Linked DNA regions of Zea mays: region 2 is linked to region 1. The links are chromatin contacts, called in public Hi-C maps. All regions are on one chromosome and are shown on one strand. The core of a region is the stretch at or near the end of the contact, and the rest is flanking DNA. Distances in the headings are between cores, read along the strand shown.

Evidence for each region. Hi-C and Micro-C count contacts between places; a contact is called where the count stands out from the background.
Region 2: a contact with region 1 is called in a Hi-C map of ear, with 2.1 times the contacts expected there. The contact joins the promoter of LOC103653343 here to the promoter of LOC100282711 in region 1. A contact is called at or near these places in 5 of 25 Hi-C or Micro-C datasets (bundle sheath, ear, endosperm and 2 more).

The regions. Positions count from the first base shown.
Region 1 is chr3:3,158,817-3,161,970 of Zm-B73-REFERENCE-NAM-5.0, reverse strand. LOC100282711 reads left to right here and starts at 1,525. Exons shown (of 7, transcript NM_001155618.1): 1 at 1,525-1,731. The coding sequence starts at 1,601.
Region 2 is chr3:3,370,346-3,373,499 of Zm-B73-REFERENCE-NAM-5.0, reverse strand. It overlaps LOC103653343 (TPR repeat-containing thioredoxin TTL1), which reads left to right and starts at 1,649. Exons shown (of 7, transcript XM_008680270.3): 1 at 1,649-2,897. The coding sequence starts at 2,065.

The DNA of each region.
Region 1 (3,154 bases), core at 276-2,775:
GATTATTCCGGTCCGGTGGTGTGGTGGTGGTGCTGGTGCAGGTGAGGTGCGTCGTCGACGGTCGACCGCGCGGCAGCTAGCATATGCAGTGGTTAGTTAGGGTGCTGCTGCTGCCGCGTGTGGGGCTGAGGCGGCCGAGCCCCGCAGCTGGTCGGTAGATGCCGATCCGTGTCGCTGCTTCTGATGATCTGATGCGTGCGAGCTTCGTTTGTTTATTTTGGCCCCCGGACACGTCTGTGGTCCGTCGCGACGTGGGATGCTCGTCCGAACGTAGTATTTGATACTCCTTTATATGTCAATGATACTTTAAATTACAAATGAAGTATTCTTAACATGTAACAATTGAAATCATATATATGTGCGCGCTGAAACTTAAAATCAACTTAGTGTAATATGTAATCAGTGATTTACGTATCTATCGAATTGTATTAATCGGTGGTTTTCAATTGGTATTTTTCGTATTTGGTCGCTAGTTGTACAATCCATACTTGTGCAATTTTCATGTTACCTCTTGTTATGACAAGTCATCCGAAGGTCCTCAAAAACACAATTAATCATTGATGGTTAGCACATCCTTAAGTTTTACAGGTGCTTGGGAGTTGAATACATTTGGAGTAGAACAAGGAGAAATACGAAGATGTTTAGCTTCGTCACAATTACATAAAGAAATGAAAGCAGAAGTGGAATAAGGCTAGGAGAAGGTGCTTACAAGACTCTATAGCCAAAACCATAAAAGATAGAAGACAATTTTACCCCTACGTCATTTGTTAAGGGGTCTAGAAGTCCCATTCATCTCTACCGAGGAGACGCGGCAGGTTAACACTATGATGGCTTTACAAAGTTTTACTAGCTTCAGAAAATCTGTTATGGTTTTTGAGAGAGAGCAATATAAGAATCCCCCGTCTGAAACAATAAACTTTGTGAGAGATGTAGTAGATGTTTTTCCTGTCGTAGATGTAGGCACAAACACATATCTGTTGTAGTGGTAGCTACTGCTTGCATTGGCTTGAGAGGTCGTGGGTTTGAATCTCCTTATGACTATGTGTTTTTTTATTTTAGCTAGACGTGAGCTGTGTGGAGAATGAGAATGGTGTGAGGTGTGCGTGGGAACGAGAATGAGTGTAGGCTGTGCAGCGAGTGCAGAACAGGAAAAGCAAAATAAGGAATGAGAAATTAAGAATAGTGAATGACAGAGTATCCTTCTGTTTTAATAAGTACTAGCATTCAAAAAGAGAAAAAGACGAGGCCTGTTCACGATGCTCTGGCAGTATCAGTGAATCAGTCATCTAGCGGGCTGCACGGGTGGGTCACGACTCTCGACAGCCAGTGGACTGGCCCATCTAAGCCCATGGCACCACAAGTACGCGGGCCACTTACGCAACTGGTCGCAATGGGCCAGTCGGTCTTTTTCCTTCCCCTCCGCCGCCAAATCGCCAATGCTTCCTCGTGTGCCCGGCGCCCCGGCCCTCCTGTCGCCCTTGCTGTCTCGGGAGTCGGGGCCCCGTAAAAAAGGCAAACTCGACCCCGCGACCGCTTCCTCTGCTCCTCTTCCTCCTCTCCTCTCGCATCCGCAGCTTCCCCAGCCAGCTAGGGTTTGCAGATGACGACCGCGGCGCGCCCCACCTGGGCGCCGGCCAAGGGCGGCAACGAGCAGGGGGGCACCCGCATCTTCGGCCCCTCCCAGAAGTTCTCCTCCCGCGACCTCGCCGCGCACACCTCCCTCAAGCCAAGGTACTCTCTCTCTCTCTCTATCCCACCTCTCTCTCTGCGACCTCTATCTGTTCGTGGAACCGAGTCGTCCTCGCTGCATGGACTCTCTTACCTGTCCAGACAGCTCGTTCATAGACGCTTTCTTCTTCTTTGTCCCCATAACCATAACCAATCTTTTCATCGGTTGGGGCCCGGGATTTTCGATCTGGTTCCCAGCTCCCCGATTAGAGCGCCTGCCGTCGGTTCGATGCTACCACGAGATAGTCGCCATGGTGTGGCCGCCTTGTACACCGGTGTCCAACCTTGGCTTTCAGAATTTCGCGCTTGCCCGCCCCAATTGTCAAGTACAGGATGCTTAATCTTGCCTGACAGCCTTTTTTGTACCACGTGTTATCTACTATCACTACTTATAAATATCGAGTTACATCAAGTGCTTGTGTTAATGTTTCAGAAACAGTATGCCTTTAGTGCCGCGAGGTATATTGAATTAGTAACAAGAGGTCATGGTTTTGATTTCTTCCAGCATCATTCTCTTTTCCTACATCTGTTCGGAGTCGCTTTACTCCTATACTTACATTACAGCCACCACTACTTCAATAGATTAAGATGCTATTCAGTGCAAATTAATGCCTTCCACCTGTATCTGTATGTTGATTGTTGTGTTTGTTTGATAATTCATTTGACTTAACATATTGTTATTTCTATTTGGGGGTTGGAAACACCATGGTTCTCTCAGGTCATCAGCCCCCACCACAAAAAAAAAACAGTTCTTACAAAACATGCTATGCTGAAATATTAGCTAATCTTTGTAAGTCCAAGTGTCCATCATCAAACGAATGCCTGCAGAGTCTACCAAAATAATTGTCTGGATATTGAAACTGAAATCCAGCAGGACCAGTGGCTGGGGAAGAATCTGACAGAAAGTTCATTAATCCTAATCCATGTAAAGATGTTATATTATCCTTTTTGAGTTTGGATCCTGTTGCCTAGTTAACTACACAAAGCAAATCATTTTTGGGATCCTGACTTTTTCCCCCTAAATGGCCAAGAACGAATTTCATTGCGATTGTAACAAAATTACAAAGTTGCACATGGCGCAGAAACCAAAACAGAATTACTTCTAGAAGCAAATGCATTGAAGAGAAAAATCACACAGGGTCAAAGGGATCTAACTCAAAGACGACACCCGCTCCTACAACTATAAACACAAGTAACAACGAAATGTTACACCAAAAAACACCCCCAGACACTTATGGGTGTTCAAAACAGGGCAGCAGCCCGCACGGCTCACAGGTGGGAAACACTCAAAACCTCTCTCAGCTAACCAACATAGAGCACTAACTGATGGTCTTCATGAATTTACTCCTAATATCTCTATATTGGGCTCCTCCCAAAAGTCTAAAAGCCCCAAAAAATATACCCAACTCCAAGAGCTCCTTGAAAT
Region 2 (3,154 bases), core at 400-2,899, 210 kb before region 1:
GTCATTTCTCCGTAACTAGTGACATAGGTGGGTAATTAACTCTGAATTCCACGTTTACATCTGAAAACTTGTTTTATGGAGTACCCCTTTTGTTGCTCCGCCAAAATGGTGTTCACCCCAACTCCATGTTTTTTGAGTAGCGGAGTTGCTGGATTTCAGATTGTTTGGAAAGCAAATCGTGGAGCGGAACAACAAAACATGGAGTGGAGCAATCTCAAACACCCTCTAATTGTTTTGGGACTAGCCATTAGCGTAACAGTAAAATATCTGAATCCCATATATTTGACACACTTCTATGATTTTTTATGTATGGCCCTGAATGTTATTTAATTTCACACTAACAATATAATCGAAGTAATTGGGCAAAAGAATATTCTAAAAACATCATTAGAAATACAATTTTATGTGTAGTGCCATAACTTGGCAAGTATAAAAGCTATGAGATAGTTCCTAAGTTGAGACTACCCTCACAACAACCACATACACATATAATTTGATAGAAGTTTTGAGTTTTGATATAGATACCTTGCATTTTTTTTATTATTCTAGGCTTTGATACTTAAAATTGATAAATACATGTAGGTTTGTGTGGACTACATAGTTTCCTAGTAAAAGTATTTGCTAAGAACTTGTTCAGTTGCACAAGAATCAAAGGGGATCAAGATGTATTAAATCTATTTATATTTAATTTTGATAAGGAAGAGATTTAATCCTCTCTAATTTTCTTCAATTTCTTTCCAATTTAACAAGCCCTAGTAGGCGCTTTGCATTAGGTAGTATCGAGTTTTAAAGAGGAACAAAGGCGAAAGTAAGAGGATTAACATCACAACTAAGCTAAGAGGTAGCTCGGGTTCATCAATTCACGTGTTAATAAAGTGCGTTTGCCTTAACGGTTTGTTGGCATTTGACAATTATCTTATTGTTATGATCCAAACTGGCCTGCTTGTTAAATTCAAGGGTCTGTATGGGAACTCTTTCTAAAAAACACATATTATAATACCATAGTTTATTGTATACCAGGATATAACTATGATATATTTTACTTAGTCCAATTTAACATCTGTGTAGAGACATAATATTTTAGTTATAGTGTAGGAGAAAAGAAGACTGTAACTACCAAAAATATCGTGGTATTGGTAAAATCATGGTTTAAAATAAGAGTTTTTAGATGTGCTCCTAAACGTCTTTTGATCTAAAATATCATGATATGCTTAAATACCATGATATTATCTTGGGACTAAGAAAATATTATGCTCCTAAACATACCATAAAAGGTAGGATTTGCCGATACTAAGTACCCTCGTCCCTCCCAAAAACATTAACGACATCCGAAGTGGTCATAGATGCCCTTTTTAATTTGAAGCTAGCCGAGTTCTGTAAGACTATCTTCGATAGATAGTGTAAAATATAGAACACATAACTATAAACAATGTTACACCCGTAAATTATTGTGGGTCACAAATTATAATTTCATTGTATTTTTTTTTCTAGCGAGTCAAATCGAATTGGTCGAGTCGAATAGTCCATAATCAGACCTATTTGCATAGAGGTAACACCCGATTCCGATAGACCGGCCCACTCAAACCAAAACACATGTCGATGTAGGTGTCTTTTGTTTTGAAATCAGCCGTGAAGCCGTCTCCATGAAAGACCAAGACAATGCGGACGCGTCGTCGGCGTCGGCGTCAGCCGACGGAACGGAAGAAGCGGGCCTTTGTTTCGGGAGGGCGGCCCGCGTGCTGCTGGTGTTTTACTGGCTGATTACTGCTGCTGCTGCCGCCGCCCACGGCCGTCGGTCTCGCGCAGGGCAAATCTACCCCGCTCGCTCGGGCTCGGGCCGCCCCACCCACCCACCCCACCACGCCTCCTCGAGCTTCATCATCATTCCTTGCTTCCTCCCTGCCCTCCTCCCTCTTCCGCTTCCGCTTCCCGAGATCCCCATCCGGCCACCCCCATCCTCTGACCGCACCTCCATGCCGCACTAGCTCGCCCGCCCACTCTCCACCCAGCACCCGCCGCGCAGCGAGATCCAGCGCCGCCCGCTCCCCGCAGGTGCTCGGCGGAATGTCCCACCGCCCGCCGGCGCCAATGCCGGACACCCTCTCGGACGCCTTCGCCGCCGCGGTGCTCCTCTCCTCCACCGACAAGCCGGACACGCTGCCCCCGGGGAGGCTCTCGCCCGTCTCCCCGCTCCCGCACTCCTCCAAGCACGGGCACCACCACCCGACCCCGAGCTCCTCCTCGGGCTCCTCCGGCTCCGTCTCCCGGGCCCCGCTCGCGCCCGCCTCCGGCCTCGCCTCGCGCCGGAGCCACTCCGGCGAGATCCCGCTCCCTTCCGAGGCGCCCCCGCGCCACCGCCGCACAGGCTCCGGCCCACTCATCTTCACATCCGGCGCGTGCTCCAGCTCCGCCACCTCGCCGCTCACCAACGCGCTCCCCGCGGGCAACATCTGTCCCTCCGGCCGCCTCGCCAAACCGCTCCCGTCCCCCTGCCCCGTCGCGACCCCGCCGCCCCGCGCCTCCCGCCACGACGTGCTCGGCTCCGGGACCGCCAACTACGGCCACGGGAGCATCGTCCGCTCCCGCGGCGGGGGCGCCGTGCCCGCCGCCACCGACGACGACGCGGTCCTCAGGCGCGCCATGTCGGCCGCCGACCCCGAGGAGGTCAAGAGGGCCGGGAACGACCTATACAGGAAGGGCTGCTTCGAGGGGGCCCTCAGGCTCTACGACCGCGCCCTCGCCCTCTGCCCCGACAATGCTGCGTGCCGGGGCAACCGCGCCGCCGCTCTCATTGGCCTCGACCGCCTCGGCGAAGCCGTCAAGGAGTGTGAGGAGGCGCTACGGATTGATCCGTCCTACGGCCGCGCGCACCACCGCCTCGCGTCGCTGCATATAAGGTGAATGGATTGCTTGGGCCTTGGGGTGGTGGCCGGCACAGAGATTGCTTCTCGGATCTGATGCAACTTCTTTTCTACAGAATGGGCTTGCTTTGCTCCACCGATCTCATCCTCAGCTAAATAAAAAATACTAGAGTGATCTGCCACCATTATGTATCTCGAGTTCGAATCTAAACTTTGCTATTTTTAGCAGAGCTTGCGAAAACGGTCATGGGGTATGTTGCTTCAGTATTGGTTGCTCATGGTCACGGAGTGAG